Regions from separate parts of the Mus musculus genome. Here region 2 is linked to region 1. A link is a contact called in public Hi-C data. All regions are on one chromosome and are shown on one strand. Each heading gives the region's core, a stretch centred on a gene start, on an enhancer-like site or on the middle of the called end of the contact. The rest is flanking DNA. Distances are from core to core; before and after follow the strand shown.

Evidence for each region. Hi-C and Micro-C count contacts between places; a contact is called where the count stands out from the background.
Region 2: a Hi-C map of pancreatic cancer cells shows a contact between it and region 1, with 2.6 times the contacts expected there. The contact joins two enhancer-like sites. A contact is called at or near these places in 5 of 39 promoter capture datasets (the 3T3-L1 cell line, 3T3-L1-derived adipocytes, HPC-7-derived erythroid cells and 2 more), 23 of 484 Hi-C or Micro-C datasets (the G1E-ER4 cell line, the HL-1 cell line, cortical neurons and 8 more), 2 of 115 datasets of contacts at active chromatin or transcription factors (fibro-adipogenic progenitors and pancreatic cancer cells) and 2 of 9 other capture datasets (adipose tissue and pancreatic islet).

What each region holds. Positions count from the first base shown.
Region 1 is chr5:144,286,011-144,290,477 of GRCm38.p6, forward strand. It overlaps Baiap2l1 (BAI1-associated protein 2-like 1), which reads right to left. Exons shown (of 14, transcript NM_025833.3): 4 at 240-301; 5 at 65-136. Among named protein-coding and RNA genes, the nearest start is that of Gm15708, 11 kb to the left of the region's middle. Within about 2 kb of position 2,756, at least 64 of the 459 cell types and tissues checked have an H3K27ac peak or open chromatin away from gene starts, as enhancers often do. A contact at or near this core is called in the HL-1 cell line, liver and pancreatic cancer cells, where this site is marked.
Region 2 is chr5:144,368,751-144,373,296 of GRCm38.p6, forward strand. No RefSeq gene overlaps it. Among named protein-coding and RNA genes, the nearest start is that of Baiap2l1, 13 kb to the left of the region's middle. Within about 2 kb of position 2,366, at least 70 of the 459 cell types and tissues checked have an H3K27ac peak or open chromatin away from gene starts, as enhancers often do. A contact at or near this core is called in the HL-1 cell line, liver and pancreatic cancer cells, where this site is marked.

The sequences.
Region 1 (4,467 bases), core at 1,506-4,005:
ACACACGCACACACACACACACACACACACACGGTTGGCCAGGGTGGGTGAAAAGCCCACTCACGTTCATATACTTTACATCAAGTTCTGTCTTCTTCTCCAGCTCATGGATAATATCCTTATGGAATTTTTTGAACTGTTGACAAAATGAAAAAAAATCTTTAAAAATCATATCTTATTTGAGTTGTAGGCAATATTTTTAAAAATACATTTTTAAAATATAACAAATGCCCACTTACATTTTCATCAAGAGTCTCATTGAGTTTCTTGTGGGTGCTGGAAATCTCTATGAGGACATGGCCTGTGAATAAAACCGTAAGGGGAAGCCATCGTGAGGGTTTGCAAAGGCATAAATAGAAATGAAACAGTGGAAGCAGACGGTACAAGGCTGTCCTCAGGGGCTTCACATATTAAACACCAAGGCGAGTAGAGAGGAATGGATCCCAGGGACGGCGCAGAGGGATGCCTGCGAACTGACTTCCTCCATGGTAATGGCGCCTACTCTGCTCTGGGATTCACCGTGCTCTTTCTAGTTTACTCACTCCCTCAGCCAGATCCTGTTTATCTGATTTAACTTTTCAAGACAGATTTTCGTTATTTATGTGCTTGTGTGAATGTGGGCCACATTTATGTGCCCGTGAAGGTCAGAGGAGGGTGTCAGATCTGGAGTTACAGGTGGTCATGAGCCACCTGATGGTCGCATGCTCTCTGCAAGGACAGTGTTCGTATTCACTTTCACACACTGAGCCATTTCTCCAGCCTGGTGACTTAAATGTGAAATTATCTTACAAAAGATTAACTCAGTCATCACAGTAACTAATTATAGGAACAGAAGATTTATTTTTATCGAATCCCCAGGGTAATCTGATTATCTGATAACCACAAGAGAAAATCATCTTCTTTCTCTCATTTTACTTCCTGTATTTGTTTCGGAAAATACCAGCACCAGGGGAGACTGCAGCAGAGACAGTGTTCTGCCTCGGATCTCCTGGGATGATATGGAGTCTCTGGAACAGAGACTACTCAGGGCAAAGGAGCCACCCCCCACCCCCACCCCCGCAGCAGGCAACATGGTGACCACCTGGTTTGCAAGGCAGCTCTCGTACAGGTGGGGTCTGGGCTTAAGCTTTGCCACTTTCCTCTGAAAGAGGAGGAGAAGAATTTCTCTGCCACTGCACCTGCCTCAGAAACCACACAGGTCTTATGAATATAAGTAGGAAACTAGGAACTCATTTGGGATGGCTGCCACTGCCCTATGAAACCACAACAGAATGTACTGGTGGACTGCTTGATAGCCAGTAGCTAGACCTAAAGGAATTTTTATGGCAAGCTGGACAGCTGTGGATGAGAAAGGATGAGACAGGGAGCCCCTGGAAGAGTAAGAGAAAAGGGAAAATGAGCACAGAGCCCATGGCTTCAGCTGTCACCAGTGCACAAGTGCCTCAACCACACTTAAGAGCATTTTTGGACATCTGCTTCTCAGACTTGCCAGCCCAGCCCTGCTCCTCCCTCATCTTCCATCTCAGAAATGCAGTGTGCTCCCAGACTGTTCCCAGTGTTCTATGTGTAAGAGTGAGCTCACCGGCACCATGCCTCCTCCTAACCCCTCCTAACCCCAGCCAGCCCGTCATGGTGGGAAACCTCTCACCTATGTGTCATGCCCATGACAAAGTCATTTACTGTGCACTGGTGCCACTTGGGAAGAACACAAACCTTACTAACCCATATCTGTGCCTGTCCTACCCTGAGAAGATGACAGACACGCTGGACAAACTGAAGTCATAGACATGTGCTTTCCAAGTCCACTCAACAAAAGTGGAAGATGGCCCCCACACAGATCCAGCTGGCTAGGTCTCTTAGGAGTCTCCTCCACTCCATCCCTGTCCAGTGCATTCCTCATTCCTCTGGAGTAGGTTCTCTCTTGGGTCAACTTTACATGGTGCCAGAGGTCTTTCTAAAAGCAAAGAACAGGCAACCTCCCTGTTCTCTCCAGTGTCCCAGATAAAACAACCTGTGATCGATAAGGGGAAGGCCTCCATAGACAAGTGCTGTGTAACCCTGGGTATGATGGGCACAGAGAACTGCTTGTACATAACCTGGAGAAGTCACAGGCCACCAGGATCCAAGAACACACACTGTCCCATAAGCTAATGTGCCGGATAAAGGAGAGCTATGGCAGAAAGGAGTCAGGGTTTTTAACCAATCAGGTTCATTAGCTCCCCACCCCAATGATGCCAGCTAAAATTTCCAAAAGTCAATATAAAAAGACAAGCTAGACGCTCACAAGAGACGTCTGCAGCCTGGCCAAGAATATAACTACATTACTATGTCACTTCAGATATGGAAACATTCAGACTTACTTTAAATCTATTTTGAACCATAAAAAAAATCCCTTGTTGGAGATTAAAAAAAAAAACAAAAACAAAATACACTTCAATTATTTGAAAACTAAGCACTCAGTTCTTGGCAAGTCACATCTTCTTAGAAAAGAAAATGTACAACTGTTTTGGCTGAAACCATCAGGATTCTGTTGGGAAGCACAGTGGCCACGTTTCTTCCTAACGTGACCCTTCTTGAACTGGGTTTCCGCAGCCTCACTCCAGTGCAGACCTCAGAGCACGGCCCTGAGAGCCGAGCACAGCTCTACTCAGGACTCGGCCTTGCCAGCCCAGCTCACTTCCCACGGGTTCCCGCTGTCCATACTCCTGTGCGGTTTCTGCCACCTCAGACAGATCAATGAAATGGGCCATTCACAGAGGCAGGATGGGGAACCCTGACCTGGTTAGTCTTGGCCACCACGGTCTGTGGAATTCCAAAGTTGACCTCCCAAGTCCTTGGTTTTAGAAAACTGACCGAGACACACCTTGGTTGTGATTGTGTAACCTGCAGAAGAGTACCTTGAAACAGACACAAAATTGCTTTAGGTTAAGTCCATAGACGTCTACTCTCGGTTTGGGCAAGTGTTACTTCAGGAATGAAAGCATCCTGCTCTGTGCTGTTGTATGCCCCATGCTCTAACCAATGTTTTCATGAATTATACTTGAGAAGGAGAAAGGACAGAGAACCCTGAGGAGGAGCTGAGAAAGCCCAACCCAGACTCAGACAGAGCAGAGTGCATGCCCCAACAGGAAGCCATGCTGCAGGCTGCACCAACCCTCTCCTTTCTCCTTTCAGGTTGGGAGCCAACATCTCAGGAGGAAATTCACATCATTATAGCCATGTGACTCAATCTGAATAAATTGGATTCTTAATGGGGGCAATAATAGGGAATTTATTGTTAAAATTAAAAATTCTCGCAGTGCTGTAGATGGAACTTGCCATGTGGACAAGTTCTGTACTGAGCCACAGTGCTGGCTAAATCAAAGGGATTTAGGTAAAACATGGACACAACAAAACATTTCAAATTCCTGAGTTCAACTGAGACAGTGCTCACAGCAACTGTTGCAAACAGCAGTATTACTCTAGGTTTTAGGAATATAATTTAAACAATACTTTGTAATGGCTATGCATGTGGCTGGTAGGCAAAGTGACCTTAAAATGTTAAATAATAAGACTTAAAGAAAATAGCTGGTCAGGCTGGAGAGATGGCTCAGTGGTTAAGAGCACCGACTGCTCTTCCGAAGGTTCTGAGTTCAAATCCCAGCAACCACATGGTGGCTCACAACCATCTGTAATGAGATCTGACGCCCTCTTCTGGTATGTCTGAAGACAGCTACAGTGTACTTACATATAATAATAAATAAATCTTTGGGTCGGAGCGAGCGGTTAGGCAAGGGCTCATCAGCTGAGCTACATTCTCAGTTCACACTAGAGTTTCTCTACCTGGTCTTTGACACAGGCTCTTGTAATATAGGCCGTCTTCAAACTTACAATCCTCCTCTGTCTACCTCCTAAGTGCTGGGATTGCAAGCATGCACCACCACACCCAGCTGGTCTATTAATACACTTCAGTGAGATAAGGCTTTACCAATTCACTGTAAGAATGTGGAGGAGCCAGATGGAGCCTGCCAAGGATAGAGGCAGCAAAGAACACATGCTGAATTCAGGCAGACATTTAAAAGAGAGAGAGAGAGAGAGAGAGAGAGAGAGAGAGAGAGAGAGAGAGAGAGAAAGAAAGAAAACCAAGCCCAGTTCTTTCCATTTATATCTGGTCACAGATAATTACAACACATTTGTTATTTCCAGAGAGTGCAGGGTAATGGCTGAGTCACATGCTACTTCCTACATGCTACTACAAGTGGGATCAGATAATAAAATGACGCTGTAGAAGCCAACCTACTACTGGCCTGGAGTCATACTGTGTGGACTGAAGTGAAAATGACCAAAAATGTCACTGGGAAAATGTATAGTTTTTCTGAGTGGGTTTTTTTTTTGCTTGTTTTTAGTTTGTTTGTTTGCTTGCTTGCTCATTTAAGACAGGGTTTCTCTGTGTATCCCTGGCTGTCCCAGAATTCGATCTGTAGATCA
Region 2 (4,546 bases), core at 1,116-3,615, 82 kb after region 1:
ATGGAGAAAGGAAACTGAGCAGTTTGCATCCATCTGTCTGCTTTCCGATTGTGGCTATGACGTGACCAGCTGCCTCATGCTCCTGTGGCCTTTCCCACCATGATGGACTACACCTCTGGACTGTGAGTCAGAACAAGCCCTTTCTTCGTCAAGTTGCTTTTGCCAGAGTAAGCTTATCACAGCCCTAGAAAAAGAAACTGAGCTCTCTAGGGAATGACGAAAAAACTGTCTGTGCGTATTCTGGACAGATGTAGTACAAACCAAGTGTTTTCAATTCATGCTTGGCTGACTCCAAGAGTATGGAAGGATTCCAACGGTCCACTGTATTGCTCCTAAACTTTGGAAAGAGTTTGTGATTGGCTTGGAATCAACACAGATAAACATCACGAATACTCAAAAAAAAATCCATATATTAGTTACTTGTTCTTTTTCCCATTGATGTAACAAATTAGTGTCTGACAAAGGCAAGGGAAGGAGAAGATGTTCACGGTTTGCCTCTCTGTTACTATGATAAAAACATTGACCAAAAATGACTTGATGGAAGAAAGTGTTTATTTGGTTTACATCTCCAGGTCACAGTGCATCATCAGGGCAGGAACAACAGGAGCCCAGAGGCAGAAACTGAAAGAGACCTCGGAGGACCACTGCTTAGTGGCTGGCTCCCCCTTAGCTTGTTCAGTTTCCCTTCTTAAACAGCCTAGGTATGGTACCACCCACAGTGGGCTGGCTCCTCCTTCATCCACCAGCAACCAAGACAGTGCCCCACAGACATGACCATAAGCCAACCTGACGGAGGCAGCTCCTCACTTGTGGGTCCCCTTTCCCAAGTGACTCTGGGTCATGCCAAGGTAAAGCTTAAGCTAACCATGACGGAGGGCACATGTTGATACAGTCCATCATAGGAGGGAATGTAAACTGCCGGAACTTTGAGGCAGCTGATAACTTTGCATCAACAGTCAGAAAGTAGGGAATGTGTGTGTGTGTTATACATGTGCACTTGTGCATGTACATGTGATGTGTGTATGTACATGTGTGAGCAGAGGTTAACATCAAGATTTCTTCCTTAATCTCTTTCCTCCTTTTTTTTTTTTTTTTTTTTTTGAGTCTCTGAACTTGGAAACAATCTCTGGGATTCTCCTGCCTTCAGCCTGCAGTGCTGTGGTTACTAATGAATACTGCCATGTGCAGATTAGTTTCTTTAAGACTTATCCTATGTATGTAACAATTTTGCCTGCACGTATGTATGTGTACCTTGTGTGTGCCTGGTGCCCTCAGAGGCCAGAAGAATCCATCTGATCCCCTGGAGCTGGAGTTACAGGTAGTTGTGAGCTGTCATGTAGATGCTGGAAACCACACCTGGGTCCTCTGCAAGAGTCACAAGTGCTCTTAACCATTGAGTCATCCTGCCCCCATGCCTGGCTTTTGTGTTGGTGCTAGGGATCCAAACGCAGGCCTTCCGAAGAACAGTCAGTGCGCTTAACCACTGAGCCATCTCTCTAGCCCTGGAATACTATCTTTTTAGTATGACATGGCAGTTGTCCCCTGAGCTTACAGCAACACTGGTAGCCTATCAACAGAAGAGGCCTATCACCTGAGGGAACTGGGCGGGAGCACAGCCTCCCTGGGGAGCTAGTCCAGTTGTTGGGGGAGGGGGAGTCATATTCCACAGTGGGATAGCCTCGGGTAAGCCGCCCATGTTCAAATAAATAACCCTACCCAAGCTCATGCAGGCAACTCTAGCTAAATGCAGTGGGTCACCAAAAAAAAAAAAAAAAAGTAGGGAGGATGACTTTTTGGGGAGAAAGAAGAGTTAAGGAGGAAGGAGAGGGTCTAAGGGGAAATAATAATTGTATATTATATATACATAAATATCTATGCATGGAATTGTGAAAGAATAAATATATTTTTAAAAAGAAAAAAAAAACAAAACAAAACCTGTTCCCCTAATCCAGAGTGTGGATTTGTCCCACACTCTGCTCCCCTAATCCAGCTGCTAGGATTTGTCCCATTTGTGACTTGCATGTGTGCGCTGTGCGCTCTTTCTCTCTTACCCTCTCTCTCTCTCTCTCTCTCTCTCTCTCTCTCTCTCCCTCCCTCCCTCCCTCCCTCTCTCTCTCTCTCTCTCTCTCTTTCTCTCTCTCTCTTGTGCGTGCGCGCACACACACACACACACACTCCCATGGATGCACCCCCATCAACAACATCACTGCTGCTGTCCTAGTGGAACAAGCTACGAGCACGTGTCCAGAGGTCTTTACTCAGGAAAAAACAGCCTGGCAAATGCAGTTCTCCCTGTCAATGACCCTGTGACCCCAGGGCCTGTCACAGCACATCCCAGCCTCCTAGCACTGCGAATGGGGGTGGGCAGTACTTCAAACGACCCTGCGACCCTGCGGGGGTAGTGAAAGGTCATGCTTGCCTTCAGGGCAGGTCTCTTGATACAGCTGTTTAGGCTCCAGGCTAACTCGTGACTTGATGCCAGGGTTTACCCCTGGAGTGTGCAAGATGAGTCAAGTAGGCTGTCCTTACCCTACTGCAGGGCTACTGGCTAGGAAGAGGTCCTGGGAAGTCACAGCTCCAGCAGCTGTCCCTGTCTGTTCCCTCTGAGCTTATCTTTGATCTCCACTTTTAACTGAGATTGCAATTCAAGGGGAGAGCTCCTGAATGCTCCCTTACCATCTGCCCCCGGCCCCCCACTCCGCCCCACCCCGCCTCTAAGCTCCTATCCTGGAAAATGTAGTCTGGTTGTATTTCTATCTCTGCAGGTTCAGCAGCATCCACATATTTGTTTTTGAAACAGAATTTTCTTTTCTTTTCTCTTCCCCTTCCTTCCTTCCTTCCTTCCTTCCTTCCTTCCTTCCTTCCTTCCTTCCTTCCTCCCTCCCTCCCTCCCTCCCTCCCTCCCTCCCTCCCTCCCTCCTTTCTTCTTCTTCTTCTTCTTCTTCTTCTTCTTCTTCTTCTTCTTCTTCTTCTTCTTCTTCTTCTTCTTCTTCTTCTTCTTCTTCTTCTTCTTCTTCTGCCTTTTGTTGTTTTTGAAATGATTACACCTGGCCTGATTTGCTACATCAACTCAAAACACTTCCCTATGTTGAATTGATTTTGCCACCTAATATTCCAGTATTGGCTGCTATTGAACCCCCAGCCTGGCATATTTTATGAAATCACTCTACCACTGAGCCACACCCCTATCCCCTTCCCTTTTTCTTCTTTCAGATTAGAACCAGAATTTTCCTGTAGCTCAAGTTGCCCTTTGAGCTGACTCCATAGCCCAGGCTTGTGTGGATTATCCCCCAGCCTCAGCTTCTGGAGTAGCTGGAATTACAGCTTTGAGCCATGACACCCAACACTCCTTATTTTTCAAAATTTAGTGAGATACTATAAGCCTTGCCCATGTGGAGTTGTTGGGGATGATGTTGTGTGAGATTGGGAGTCACTAAAAATCCCTTTATTGGTATTTCTTGGAACCAGCAACCTAGTCTCTTCTGTCAGGTTCACTCCTACTTCATTCTCCAAGGCCTGGGTCACCCTGGGGTCACCTTGTTGCCAGTTTGGGCAGGTCAGCACGTTACTCACTCTGACCAGTCAGCTGCTCACCCTTGAGTCACATTGATCAGAGAGTCTGGGACACATATGACATCATTAGCAAACATAGCCACTCACAGATTTGGGTACAGTTGTGTTTGCTTTAGAGATAAATGTCTCTGGCTAGGCCTCTAGGTGGAGGGTGAAGGACACTGGGCCTGTGAGTGTTAGTTAACTTTGTGTGCTGATGTGTCAGCAAAGGGACCAAGGAAAGAGAGGGTGAGAAAAGTCTTTCGGACCAACCTGCTGTTCTGCTACAGTAATCAGGAGTGAGAAGAAGGTGTGTCCTTGGCTACAGCAGGAACCAGACTTCCAGCAGTGCTTCCTCCTGTTAGCTGACTTGCTGTTCTGAGCATGCGTTCTATCTCCCCTGGTTGACAGTGTGTGTGTGTGTGTGTGTGTGTGTACATCTAATACATAAACATCTAAAATATATTAACATCTCTTTATATAAAACATATATGTTATATAAATATATAAAAACACATATATGTTTGCGTGCATGTATGTTTATGTACCATGTCTATGTCTGGTGTCCAAGAGCACTGGATCCTCTGGAACTAGAGTTACAGACAGTTGTGAGCCCCCATGTGGCTGCTGGGAATTGAATCCAGACTCTCTGGAAGAGCAGGCAGTGCTCTAACCACTGAGCCAGCCCCTCAACCTCTCCATTTTATTCAGCAGAGAATAAAATGTTAGGAGGCAGAGCCAGGAAACCATCTGGAAGCTAGCGGCTTTGATATTTTCTCCTTTGTAAACCAAGAGTCCCTCTTAGGCCTGGGCTCAGCAAAGTACTTCAGTATTACATAATTCTTTGTTACACAACAGGGGAGAGAATAGAGTTTCCTTTCCAGATATCAAAAGGGCTTTTGAACAACTTTAAGATAAGTTTTACACAACACTATGGATATCCTAGACACATGTGATTGGCACACGTGTCTCTCTCATAAGGTTTGCATTTCTT